2 separate regions of the Mus musculus genome follow, and region 1 is linked to region 2. A link is a contact called in public Hi-C data. All regions are on one chromosome and are shown on one strand. The core of a region is the stretch at or near the end of the contact, and the rest is flanking DNA. Distances in the headings are between cores, read along the strand shown.

Region 1 (7,051 bases), core at 1,964-4,463, 150 kb after region 2:
AGTGGGTGGGTAGGGGAGTGGGGGGGAGGGTATGGGGGACTTTTGGGATAGCATTAGAAATGTAAATGAGGAAAATACCTAATAAAAAATATAAAAATAATAAAGCAAAACTTTCTAGATAAATGAAGGTATTTAAGTATAAAGATATCTAGCTGGGCGTGGTGGCACACGCCTTTAATCCCAGCACTCGGGAGGCAGAGGCAGGCAGATTTCTGAGTTCAAGGCCAGCCTGGTCTACAAAGTGAGTTCCAGGACAGCCAGGGCTATACAGAGAAACCCTGTCTCGAAAAACCAAAAAAAAAAAAAAAAAAAAAAAAAAAAAAAAAGTATAAAGCTATCACAAACAAAATGTGGTACTCAGGAAAAGGCAGTGTATTAGAACTCTCTTTGTCAGGAACCATTTCTGCAGAGTGAATCGACCGTTTAAAAATGCCCATTATGGGGTGCGGGCTGGAGAGATTACTCAGTGGTTAAGAGTGCCTATTACAGCCAGACAGTGGTACAGCAGGCCTTTAGCCCTAGCTCTCAGGGGGCAGAGGCAGGGGATCTCAGAGTTCAAGGCCAGCCTGGTCTACATAGCAAGTTCCAGGACAACCAGGGCTACACAGAGAAACCTTGTCCCAAGAACAAAAAAATAAACAACAACAACGACAAAGCATGCATATTCCTCTCCCAGAGGAGCCCGGTTCAATTGCTAGCATCTGTGATTTCTATCAGGTGATTTATCACAGCCTGCAATTCCAGCCCCAGGGGACCTGAGGCTATTGGCCTCCTCAGGCACCGTCCCCAGTACATGACATGCAGACACACACACACACACACACACACACACACACACACACACACACACACAAACATACAGCAGATTTTTTAAAAATGAAAAAAAAAATGAGTTCCTACCCACATTTCCATTTCAAGATCTCATGTGATTACTCAATAATTATCACAGTAAATCAAGCTGTCACTTGGATCAGGGAGTAGTTAAAGTTCCCATCCACCAGAAGCCTAGCATATATTCAATCTATAGCTCCTCCTGGATTCTCTATGGCAAGCCCAGTGGGTGTATAAGTCTAGAGACCTAGGTCTGCCTGTGCCAATCATCCCAGCCTCCAAGTCTGCTGGCAAATGCAGGTCCCGGTGGCTGGCACCCTCTGTGACTCTGCTCCGCCTCTGGGTGTCACACTGGGGTTTCTCCTTCCCGGGGGCCCCTGCTGAGCCCAGTCCTGAGTGTCGGACATGACTGTTTCAGATACCCAGTCTTCCTGGTTCTCTCATTGGAGCTGACCTCTTTCTGACACAGCAACCCAGGCTAAGCTATCCTCCCCACCCCCAGCCCCTGCAGCCTTATGGGACACGTCCTTCCTCAGTACCTACACCTCTTACTCATGTCCTATAATAACTCCGAAGGCTACTGACCGCCTGGTTAATGAGCTGGATGATAAATAACGAAGACTCCCAGACCTCACAGTGTCTCCAGACTTATCTCCATCCCTGATGCACAGGTATGCAGGACAGACAGACATCCAGGCTGTTTGGCTCAACCATCATTCTCGACCAAATCCCAGTCCTGCTCCTGGAGTCCCCTGTCCGTCCCCATTCCTACCTCCACGATGATTAAGCCTTTTCTTATCAACAAAGACATCAGGTATGCTGGTGCCTTTTTCTTTTTATTTCAGGTTAAAAATGGGTCCTTTATAGCCATCATTGTCATGCTTTTAAGCAGACAGACAGACAGACTACTCAAACCCTGGCAAAGCAGGATCTCTCAGACTTAGAACTGAGGGGACACCATCCTCTATCTGCCTTCTGTTCAGACAGGGAGAGGCTTGGAGCTCTCCCGTAACAAACATTTCCCTAGTGAGCAGGAACATCCTGCTACGGACTTCCAAATGATCCGTGAACACACATGTAAACACTGCCTGTCCTCCAGGCTGCTAGAGTTCAAGAAATCACCAACCCTGATGGAGCATGATATGTCTTACCGCAAACTTTGTGCGCTAACCAAGCCCCATACCAAATCCTGGCCTTGAGCAGGCTAAGTGAGTGCTGTGCCACAAAGCCACACCCTGACCTTTAAACACAGTGACTGCAGAAGTTCTTCATGGGCCAGGACCAGGTGACTCCGATTGCATCAGTGGCTTTCCTCAAAAATACAGTACCACACCTGAGACATTCCAAGTCTCATGAACACATGTCACTTGTATCTCACCGAGAGCAGGCTAATAGTTGAAAGAAAAAAAATTCCTTCAGAATATCCTGCTGCTAAAATTACCCATTTCTTGCCAGAAGTGACAAGGAGTAAGGAATCTCAATTACTGATCACACTCAGATGCATCTCGGGGACAAATGACTTACTTACTTGGGAATGATTGCTGGAGGTCTCGGTTTTCTCCTGGGACTTGTCTCTGGCTAGCCTGGCAGCTTCTCTTACCTCCTGGAACTTCTCTGCAAACTGAACATATGGAACAGTTATTAGGACTTACTTTAATCTTATTCGTGGCCATATCCAGTACCTACCTTTATTATTTTGTATCCACGTTAAGCCTATAAATTCTGTACAAATGGCAGAAAAATTCTGCCATTCAAAGGAAATAAGATAAGAAATTCCTTTTTCCAATAAACACCACCGATCATGGTCAGACTGGAACCAGTCTCAGAGTTCCTGTGGCTAGCTGGATGCAGTAACTGAGAGGAAGCACGAATTTAAAATCCTCTGATTCACAGTAACTAAGACAAAGACATCACAGGAGGAAGCCATGCCAGGGGAAAGGGAAAGAAGGCCAGCTGCCGGCTGCCATGTGCACACCTGCAACTCCAGAACTTGGGAGGCTGCGCTGAGAGAATTGAAAGTTCAAAGCCAGCTCATGCCACAAAAAGAGGTGTAGGGCAGCCTGCTTTATGAACAATGAGGCCCCGTCACACTGACGCCGCCACCACCACGGCAGAACAGCAGTAGCAACAAAAGAACAGACACCTAAAATGTTAGGGGGAAGGCTTTAGGTACCAGACAGCAAAATGCCATAAACAGCCTATGATTAGATCTTTAATTATCACACAATTTACTCTGAAATGCTTCAGCAAGAAAGGCGAAGCATGATAAAATGTTAAAGTGGTGGTTAATCTTCGCAGTCAGCTTGATTAGATTTGCAATCACCTTGGAGGCGCACTTCTTTATAGTCTTCCAAAGAGGTGTTACCAAGGAGGACACACTCTGAGCATACAGGAGGAGGACACACCCTGAGCGTAGACCCAATCCTATGGGCTGAGATCTGGGGATGCTAAGGGGAGGCAATAAGAGCTGAGGGCCAGCGTTCATCTCCCTGCTTCTTGTCTACAGACGCAGTGGGACCAAGCCAGCCACTTCCTGTCTTCCTTACCCCGAGGGACTACACCTTCAAAGCAGGAGCCAAAAGAAACCCTTCTTTAGGTTGCATTTGTCACAGCAACGAGAAAACCAACCAACACAATTAACAGACATCTGGCTGATACACAGTTTATTATCCTACGTTCTCTATTTTTAAAATGTTTTAATATTGCTATATTTCTAAAAGGATTTATTTATTTATTTGTTTTATGTATGTGAGTACACTGTTGCTGTTTTCAGACACACCAGAAGAGGGCATCAAGTCCCATTACAGATGGTTGTGAGCCACCATGGGGTTGCTGGGAATTGAACTCAGGACCCCTAGAAGAGCAGTCAGTGCTCTTAAACACTGAGCCATCTCTCCAGCCCTATATTTCTATAACTTAAAAATCCTAAAGTCAGGATTAGGGAGAGGGCTCAATAGTTAAGAGAACACAGCGCTCTTGTAGAGGGCCTGAATTTGGTTCCTCGTTCCCAGGTCAGATGGCTCACAACCACCTGTAACTTCAGCTCCAGTAGACCTAACTCCTTTTTCTGGAATCTCTGTGCACTGCACTTAAGTACATAACCCTCCCCACACAGACACACACATACACATAATCTAAAGTAAGCGCTCAGAGAATCTTTTTTAAAATCCTAAAGTCACAGGGTAATCACACCAGTTACTGGCTCAGAGTCACTGACAGGCAAGAGTTTAATTAGCAGTATACCATTAGACCATTGAATTACTTAAAGATAATGCTGGTATTGTATATCTAAGAAGGCTAAAATGGCAACAATGAGAAACAGGAAAAGCCAGCAGGCTGCCAGACCCTGACAATTCTGGAGGCTCTGTTATATGCTCATTTATGTGTGAACACAGGCTCTCTCCTCTGAGCCTGCTTTCTGGACCCCAGCAGACAGAACCCCATATGAGGAGAAAAGGGCACACTTCCTATTCCAGCCTGTGCTGCACCCCGCCCCCCTCCCTCCACAGACCCACTAACCAAGCCACAGACACAAGGCTTCAAACCTGACCACTCCAAAGCTGTCAGAGGAAAACCATCTCTGCTGCTTAGGCACATGAGACTAATTGGGGACGGATGGATAATGCCACTCCCTCTTAGAGGGACCACGATGGGGAGAGGCCCTGCCTCTCCTGGAAAACTCCGACACCCTGCCCCGGGCAGAGAACAGGCACAGGCATGCTGTGAGCTCCGGAACTCTAAGTCTGTAAAGGATTTTGCTCATATTCAAACAGACACAAAGTAAAAAGGAAATTTCAGGGGGAAAGAAAAGCTTTAAAGTAACAAGAAAGAAGAGTGCGGCCAGAGATGGCTTAGCTTTGAGAGCACTTAGTGACCTTGTAGACTGCAGGGCTTTGGTTCCCAGCAGCCACAAGGGAGTTCACAACTCCAGTTCTGGGTGTTCTGGTGCCCTCTTCTGGCCTCTTCAGGTACTGCATGCATATAGTGTCTCAGATACAGTTTCAGGAAATGCTCATTTAAAATGTTTTATAAGCTGAGCACGGTGGCTCATGCCATAATCTCAGCACTTGAGAAGCTGAGGCAGGAGGACTACTCAGAGTTGAAAGCCACCAAGCCTTGGCTACACAATGAATTCTAAGCCTGGACTATAGTGTGAGACTCTATCTCAAAAAGCAAAAACAACTCCCCAGAAAACAACAGCAGCAAAACCAACAACAACAACAAAAACCTAAACAAACAAAACCTATACATTACCAGTTGATACAGGACAGAGCGGAATGAGCCCTGAGAACTATGTCTTGTCAACTAAAGGAAACTGAGCTCAGGGCAGAAGGCAAACAGCCGGTGAATGTAGAAGTTATTCAGCCACAGTGAGTAGGAGGCAAGTGTGCCGAGCCCCTGATGAATTAAAAGGCAGTTATGAAAAAGACCAACTTTGGAAATCAGTCCTGGGTGCAATCAGAATCAAGCATTTATCAATCCACAGCTTGGAAGACATGAAAGAAAGTCATAGAAGTGACAGGTTTGAAGATGCAATAATTCAAAGCTTTTAAATGGAGAAAAAACAAAAAACAAAGACAAAAAACAAAACAAAAGAAACAAACAAACAAAAAGCAAATCCCCACTCAGAAGGGAAACAGCAGCCAGGGAACTGTCCTCAGCCGGGAGAGGATAACACAAAAAAGGACCATTACTGCTTGACAGAGTTCACACACGATGAAAAGGAAAATATAAAAAATGCCAATAAATAAGTGGTGAGATTCATGAGCAAAATACAGCAAATAAACAGCATATAACTAGGGTTGTACAGCCTGGCTGGAAATTTGAAGCAAAAATAATGAGGTGCCATTCTTTGCCTGTAAAATTAGCACAGGCTAAACACAATCCTAAACCCGGGTGCTGGCAAGTTCGTTCTGGTCTTGGTCCGTGTTTTGGTACAGCCCCACTGAGAAGCAATTTGGAAGTACATATTGTGAGTGACAAAAATACTCATACCTACCGACACAGTGATAGAGCTCCCGGGAAACCACAGAGAAAATAATTGAGGATATGAAAAAAGGGGGCCTTCAATGCAGTGATCATAATCCCAGAATTATCCACAATAATGAAAACCTGGATGTGATCCAAAGCCCGTGAGCAGGCCGGGAGAACGCTACCGGGAGAGCCGAGGCAGGAGCGGAAGACCCAGGAAGTTATCATCCAGTGGAGACCACCTCTGGGTCTAAAGCCTTCTAATATTTCTACCTTATTATATTAAAAAGCATATATGTGTGCAAGCATAGAAAAATACTGTTTTAATTTTTTGCTATTATTGTGTCTGTTGGAGGATAGCCTGTGGCAGTTTCTCTCTGCACTTTGACATGGGTCTCGGGGATCAAACTCAGGAGGATATGCGTGGGCAAGCGCCTTACCTGCTGAGCCATCTCAGTAGCCCCAGAAAAGGATGCTTTTAAAACCTACGGTTTCATCACCTAAAGAAGAGCTCTAGCCAATAAAGTTCTGACATATTTCTATATGTATACATGCATTCATCACTTCTTTTAAATGACACTGCAGATCTCACCTCATAGCCAATTCTGAAATTAATAATATGGCATTAATACTTCAAGCATTTGTATGACCTTCTACTAGATTATCTTCAGCGCCGCACAATATTATCCTGAAGGACGCACGAGGCTATTTAATCAATTTTCTTTTTCCTTTCTTTCTTTTTATTTTTTAAAATTTATTTATTTATTATGTGTAAGTACACTGTAGCTGTCTTCAGACACTCCAGAAGAGGGCATCAGATCTCCTTATGGATGGTTGTGAGCCACCAAGTGATTGCTGGGATTTGAACTCAGGACCTTTGGAAGAGCAGTCAGTGCTCTTAACGGCTGAGCCCTTCTTTTTATTTTTTAAATATGGGGTCTCACTATATAGCCTTGACTAACGTGGAACTCACAGAGATCTGTCTGCCTCTGCATCCCGAGCGCTGGGATTAAAGACGTGCGTCACCTCGTCCCGTTAACCAGGTTCCTTATGTTTGCTTGTTTGCTTCTTACTTTGACCGGGCAAGAATATCCCTGTAGTAGCTACACCATGCCACCAATATTTCCTTACAGTTTCCTAAGTGAGACTTACAGATAGAAGAACATTTAATACAGGGTTTTCTGAAATATATTGCCAAGTATTTTTGGTATGTTGTTGTTGTTTTTAATTCTGAGGTCATTTTATAAAG
Region 2 (6,706 bases), core at 3,723-6,222:
CCCCCTGGGTCCCTAGATCCAGTATCAGAAGTAGTAGTAGACACACTAACGAGTGAGGAAAGTTAGTCACTGTCCAATGACATCGCCCAATAATAAAGCATTAGAATGGGAAAGGGAAGGAGGCACAGGATCCCAACGCTTTGCCTGTTGGTGTATGTGTTCCAGAAAGTCTGAAGGGGCAGGTACATGAGAGACAGAACTGCAGAGTTTGATGACTTCACACTAGTAACATCACTTCCTGGAGTCTACAATTAAAATATAAAATGCAAGCGATACAGGCTTTGGGGGTGATTATGAAAATTAAGTTATTCTGGGAAGTGTCTGCTGCATACCACGCAGTTGTGTAACCGTTTTCCTCCAAGATTGAAACATTCTATCCTACTGGAAGCTCAAGAGCAGGAAGGAAAACAACTCACAACAGCATCAAGAAGTCCCTGAAACTGACCAGATTCTCTAGGCCCCTCCCTGCCAGAGTAAGCAGACTAAGAGAGGCTGAGCTGCCAAGAAGCAGAGGAGCCAACTAAGCTGCAAAGTCAACTCTCAGCCAAGCTAAGCTGCACAGAGTCTGAGACCAGACCAGCTGCCTGGGGGAAGCAGCTGCCTGGGGGAAGCAGCTGCCTGCAAGAGCTTTAGACCAGAGTCACCTGCAAAGCACACTCTGCAACCTGCTGAGCTGCCTGCAGGCTGTGCTGTGGACTCCAAGATCCCAGCTTTTGTGAGCTGTCACCCATGCTGGCTGGGGTGGCCTTGGTGATGTGGCTGTCTTTTAATCATTTCTGTTCCTGTAAGTAACCCCTCACCCATATAGTCTTGTAAGTAACCCCATCCCCACCCCCAAAATCTTATTGGTTCACCCAAGTTGGACTTGGGTGATATCTGTCCTTAGGTCTGTCATGGGCTCCCTATCTGCAGTATGTTGGTACCAGGACCTCTGAAACCTGTGACATCACATAGGCGACAACACGACTACACACTTGTTGCCAAGACAATGGCCACCATATTCCCAGAATCCATTGGACTTACCTCCCATCTTTACCTGTGACCACGTCACCATCTACATATATAAGAGGAACACCTGCCCCTCCCCCCTCTCCCCCCCCCCTTTTCTTTCCACTGCCACCTTGCCCCTCTCTCTCCCAATAAACCTCACGTGGAACTGTTTGGTCTGGTGTAGTCCTGAAGCCACGCGGCGTTCAAGATCATAACAGGGTAGGCTTCACAAAGAGGCAGGCACCAATGTGTCCAGTATCAGTTAACCGGGCTGGTATTCAAGCAGGTTAGCTGGGATCAGAGGCCGTGCACTCACCTTCAGGATCTTGATCTGGGTAGGATCCGTGGACCTAATGTAGAAGCTCTTCAGGTAGGGTTCAAACATACCCTGGCAAGAGAGAGAGAGATAGTATTCCTGGGGATCCCACCACAGTCCCAGATCTACCTCTTCCAGAGACACCTGCCGCTCCCACCATAGACCCCATGACCCGACCCTTCCATCTCAACGCTGTCATCCTTGCCTCAAGTTCCGCACCCATCTCAAATCTGACTTACTCTTTCTCATTGGCATCCCCACCCCCACCCCCACCATGGCCCCTTCAGGATCTAGACCCGGCTCCTGGTTTGCATTTGGGGTCTTGAAAAAAACCTATACCCTGCACACAGGGTAATTGTAATTCCCCATCTTTCCCTGCAACCCTGGGCGTCCCACCCGAGTTCCCAACAGCTCCCACAGAGCCCACAGGAGCTAGGAGCAGGCCTTGAATGCACGCTCACCCTGCGCTTGATGGACATGGTGGCCACGTTCTGGAGCACTACGTACTGCACCTCACTGTGGAAAGGATGGGTTAGAGGTTTCTGAACCCCTCAGATGGGGCCGGGGCGGTGGGTTGTGGAAGAGAGGTTAGCCAAACAGCTGGGAGGAAGGAACTGATGGGAGAAAAGTGGGACCTGGCTGCGGAGGGGGCAGGGCTCTCTGTACCTGTGGCTGCGCAGCAGGCGTACCAGCGCCTTGGCGATGACGCCCACCTCTGCCTTAGGCGCTAGGTGGAAGTAAAGCTGCGCCACCGCCATGACCACCGCGGCGCTGCGGCTCTGCAGCAGGGGCTTGGTGTTCCGCAGCAGCAGCCGGTGATCTGGGTCCATTACATAGGGCTTCCGAGCGGGCAGCGCCGCAGTGGCTGCCTCCTCTGATCCAGGGCCTTTGGCCTCGTCCTCCTCGGAGCCATAGAAGGCCTTCTCGGGATTCTCCTCCAGCAAGGACTCCTGAAAGAGATACAGCTGTGTGTATGGACATCTTCCCTGGGTGGCCTCCCGCCCCTCCGCAGGAAGGTTGGGAACCTCGTGCTCACATTCTGCGTAGGGCTCAGGAATTGCGTTCGCGCATAACGCGTGAGCATGCTGATAATCACCACCTGGCCCCACTCCTCCACATCAATGAGCAGGTTGCAGAGCTTCCGGTAGTTTTTGTGAATCAGGTCAATACGTTCTGGACATACCTCTTCAAAGGCCATCACTACACTGCCTGCCACCAGCTGGAGAAGCAAGGCAAGAGGATGTAAATGGGAAGGGCAGAGGATATGAACCTTTCCCACCGCTCCTCCTGCCTTCTCATAATACCCACCGTGGTCTTATCTGCCAAAAGCTTCTCAATGACTTCTATCAGCTGGTCCTTCTGATCGGAGTCCAAACTGAGGGAGAAACAATCACTGAGAATGTGGTCCTTCCTATCCCCAGGCTCCGCAACAGCTGCCCCAGCCTGGCTCACACACATGCACACTCAACAAGAGATGTGAGCCCCCATTCTGGCCAGTATTTGTCAGATCCCTAAACTATCTTATTCCAGACGAGAAGCAGCCTGCAAAACCGTGGTAAGGTCAGGGGTGGGCTGGGAGTTTAGGTACCCCGGCCCTGGAAGACAAAGGGCAAAGCTGGGGCACACCTGTAGAGTTTGGGGATGGCATGAGCAGCTGTTTTCCGAACGTAGGGTGACATGTCCGAGGCAGCTTCCTTGATGGCTAGCATCATGATGGGCACTATGATGGGCACACGGATGCTAGAGAGAACCCGGAGCGCACTGGCACGGATCAGCTGGTTGGGATCCTACAGGCAGAAGTAGAGACAGAGGCCCGAGAAGGCATTATGTTCCCTAATGGGAAGATCTCACGCCTTGGGGAATCACCATTCCTGGCTCCTACCACCAGGACTTGCTTCCCTACCTCCTGACAAGGGCTAGCTTGTGTCTGGTACCTTGGTGTCCTGTATAGTTTCCTCTGAGATTGAAACATTCCATCCTGCAGGAAAGTTCCATAGCTTCAAGAAGACCCTGAAACTGGCCACATTGACTAGGCCCCTCTCTGCCAGAGTAAGCAATACAAGCTCAGAGTCCTCTCAGACTAAAAGAGGCTGAGCTGCCAAGAAGCAGAGGAGCCAACTAAGCTGCAAAGTCAACTCTCAGCCAAGCTAAGCTGCACAGAGTCTGAGACCAGACCAGCTGCCTGGGGGAAGCAGCTGCCTGCAAGAGCTTTAAACCAGAGTCACCTGCAAAGCACACTCTGCAACCTGCTGAGCTGCCTGCAGGCTGTGCTGTGGGCTCCAAGATCCCAGCTTTTGTGAGCTGTCACCCATGCTGGCTGGGGTGGCCTTGGTGATGTGGCTGTCTTTGAGTCATTTCTGCTCCTGTAGGTAACCCCAATAAAACTTATTGGTTCTCCAGGTTAGACTTGGATGGTAGCCACACTTTGGTCTGGTCTGTCATGGGCTCCCTATCTGGGGTGAGTAGATGTGTGTGTTGTGTCTCAGCAGGGACAGTGTTGTTGAACACTTGGGGCCACCACCTCTTGGCTCTGGCTGCCAAAACGTGGTGCCAAAACCAGTGTGTCAAGAAGCGGCTTTGTTTCAGAAAGTTAGAAAACTGCAGAACTTCCATAGCTTCTCAAAGACTTTCTCAGGAGCCAGCATCTGTCTCCAGATGCTGCCATATACCTCCAGATGCTGCCATATACCTCCAGAGCCTGCCAGAAATGCAGGCTGCTCTCTTCCAGAGTTGACCGTTCCACACCCCTCCCCCAGTAGCCTATCAAAAGTTGCCCTTCTCTGATATTTAAAACCCACATCGTGTGGGCTTCTCCTGTTCAGACGGCATCCCATACATGCCTGATAACAGCATGTATCCACTTGCTCAGATCTCAGAGCTTAGCACTATCTTCCTACCGTAGTTATAGACCAATGAGTCTCAACCGCTTCCGGGGGGGGGGGGGAGGGTGTCACATATCAGATCTCCTGCATGTCAGGTATTTACATTATGATTTGGAACAGTGGCAAAATTACAGTTATGAAGTAACCACGAAAACAGTTTTATGTTTGGGGGTCAACACAGGAGGTCACGGATTTGGAAGGTTGAGAACCATTTCTTGTAACCAGCTCCTAATCCTGCAGAATGGTAGACAAGTGAGCTGGAGCACTACACAGGAAGGCAGCTGTGACCCTGATTTCTCAACTGAACAAAGAGACCCACAAAGTCAAGGGTGAACGATGGTAATCGCTGGCAAAATTCTGAAATTGGTTTTTAATGGTTTAACAGCACTTATTTGAAAAGCAGGAGCCTGTATTTTCTTCAACAAATGTATGACATCAACCACTAAAACTTGGCCTGCTTTGTTTTACCATTTTTTTTTTTTTTAAATTTTGGAATGATCACAGGGACAAAAACATCTGCTTTCACTTGGGGAGAGGTAATTAGGCTGGCAGATGTTATCACTGTGGCTCTTGATTCCAGCAAGGCGTTCTGGGAGTCTTTCCTAACACTTCCTGCATTGCCCCTCTTGATATATAGGCCTTCGATTTCACATCATCACGTTAGCATTTTAGGAGCAGAGTGTAGATCTTTCTTTTTGTAGAGAAAGTCTCTTGTGTTCTGTATGGATGCAACACCTGTCAATCCAAGTTGATTGGCCTGTAGCTGAGGCAGGAAATAGAAGGTGGAACATCCAATAGGCAGTAAGGATTCTGGGCTAGAGCCAGGCTCAGGATGACTGGGCCCCAGATATAGAGGAAGATAGTCAGGTAAACAGGCACATGGCAGAACTTAGAATAATGGGATTATTAAATTATAAACCAGTCAGGGAATAAGTCTAACTATATGGCCTAGGTATTTGTAAATATATTTGAGTCTCAGAGTCATTATTTTCAGGAGCTTGGGGCTGGGAGGAAAAACACACACTTACAGAAAATTCCATACTGCATATTTTATCTGTGTATTCTCATAGCCCTTTACACATGAAAGGTATTATTAAATTTTTTTTTCTCCTTGCTATTTAGGATCTTCCAAAGTAAGATAGAAAAAAGATACTGGCTGACTATAGAGTTCTATGAGACCACAACTTAATTTATCAACAAAACTGATGACCTGGAGACACTATATGCCACACACTGCAAGCCGATGCCGTGCTCCAAATAACGGCCACTGTTTTGGTCGGAGACACAAAGTAAGGGACAAAACTGACATTCAAAGCCGTGGACTTGATGTGGGGCGTGCAGTCCCTTTTCCTAGAGAAGCAGAGGCATGGCTGAATGTTTGAAGCCACCCTGCGCAACTTAGTAAAGCTGTGCCCCCAAATAAAAAATAAATAAAAAGGGCCGAGGATGAGCCAGATATGACTGTGTACATCTTTAGCCTCAGTACTAGGAAGACTGAAGGAGAATTGTGAGTTACGGCATTGTACAACATGGCAAGTTCCTGGCCAGCCCTGTTTAAAAACACCAAAAGAAATACCGGAGGGGGGCGGGGGGGGGGGGGACGGCGACGACTGAAGAGGGCGTGGGGGGGTGTGGTCTGCGTGTGAGGGGGGCTGAGGAAGGAGCCCAGAAGCAAGTGTGAGGGCCTGGTTCAAGCTCCAGCACTGCCAAGGATCTGGATTAGTGATGCCAGAAAACTAATTAAATAACACTGTGTTTCACGGGAGATCCCAGGGGGCCACCCACAGAGACGGAATGACAGAAGTCCAGATTATCTGTTTGTCAACCACAGGGCTTAAAGAAAAGTAGATAAAAAGAAAAAAACAGAAACAAGGCTTCAGGTTAGCTGATGAAAGGAGAACCGTGAATACACAATGCGCCTGAAAACTCAGACCATTTACAAAACAATGCTTCATTGTTTAGGAATGCATAACCAATCAGCAAAGAGAAAACACGGGGGCCAGCGGGATGACTCAGGGGCTAAAGCTCTCGGTCACTAAATCTGATTCTCCTGAACTTGATTCCTGGGGTCCACAGGATGGAAGGAGCCCTGACCACCACACACGCTTGCACACACCAAAGTAAAGAAATATAATTTTAAAAAAGAATAAGTATATACATATGAAAAGCAAGGGAGATAGACAAGAGACAAACCAAATTTTAAAAATTATAGTACAGAAGCTTCAATATAATGTAATGAGTGGTTAGGATACAAATGGAGCAGGGTGTGGTGGCACACGCCTTTAACCCCAGCACTTGGGAGGCAGAAGCAGGTGGATCTCTGAGTTTGAGGCCAGCCTGGTCTACAGAATGAGTTCCAGTACAGCCAAGACTACTCAGAGAAACCCTGTCTTGAAAAAAAGGACAAGGGGTATGCCTTATGGCTTTCTGAAGGAGTGTGGTCCCTGCCACTGGAGATGTATCAGAGATGTTCAACAACAAAGGCTGTTAATCCACTGACCTCAGGACCAATCTATTA

Evidence for each region. Hi-C and Micro-C count contacts between places; a contact is called where the count stands out from the background.
Region 1: a contact with region 2 is called in a Hi-C map of the P5424 cell line, with 1.9 times the contacts expected there. The contact joins two enhancer-like sites. A contact is called at or near these places in 3 of 39 promoter capture datasets (3T3-L1-derived adipocytes, the HPC-7 cell line and liver), 7 of 484 Hi-C or Micro-C datasets (the P5424 cell line, bone marrow-derived macrophages, embryonic stem cells and 2 more), 2 of 115 datasets of contacts at active chromatin or transcription factors (both in embryonic stem cells) and 3 of 9 other capture datasets (adipose tissue, liver and pancreatic islet).

What each region holds. Positions count from the first base shown.
Region 1 is chr7:81,621,893-81,628,943 of GRCm38.p6, forward strand. Homer2 (homer scaffolding protein 2) reads right to left here. Exons shown (of 9, transcript NM_001164086.1): 4 at 2,360-2,452. Among named protein-coding and RNA genes, the nearest start is that of Gm51279, 12 kb to the left of the region's middle. Within about 2 kb of position 3,214, at least 3 of the 459 cell types and tissues checked have an H3K27ac peak or open chromatin away from gene starts, as enhancers often do. A contact at or near this core is called in the P5424 cell line, where this site is marked.
Region 2 is chr7:81,474,974-81,481,679 of GRCm38.p6, forward strand. Ap3b2 (adaptor-related protein complex 3, beta 2 subunit) reads right to left here. Exons shown (of 26, transcript NM_021492.3): 5 at 2,933-3,093; 6 at 2,615-2,681; 7 at 2,343-2,525; 8 at 1,973-2,256; 9 at 1,768-1,822; 10 at 1,307-1,378. Among named protein-coding and RNA genes, the nearest start is that of Ap3b2, 16 kb to the right of the region's middle. Within about 2 kb of position 4,973, at least 16 of the 459 cell types and tissues checked have an H3K27ac peak or open chromatin away from gene starts, as enhancers often do. A contact at or near this core is called in the P5424 cell line, where this site is marked.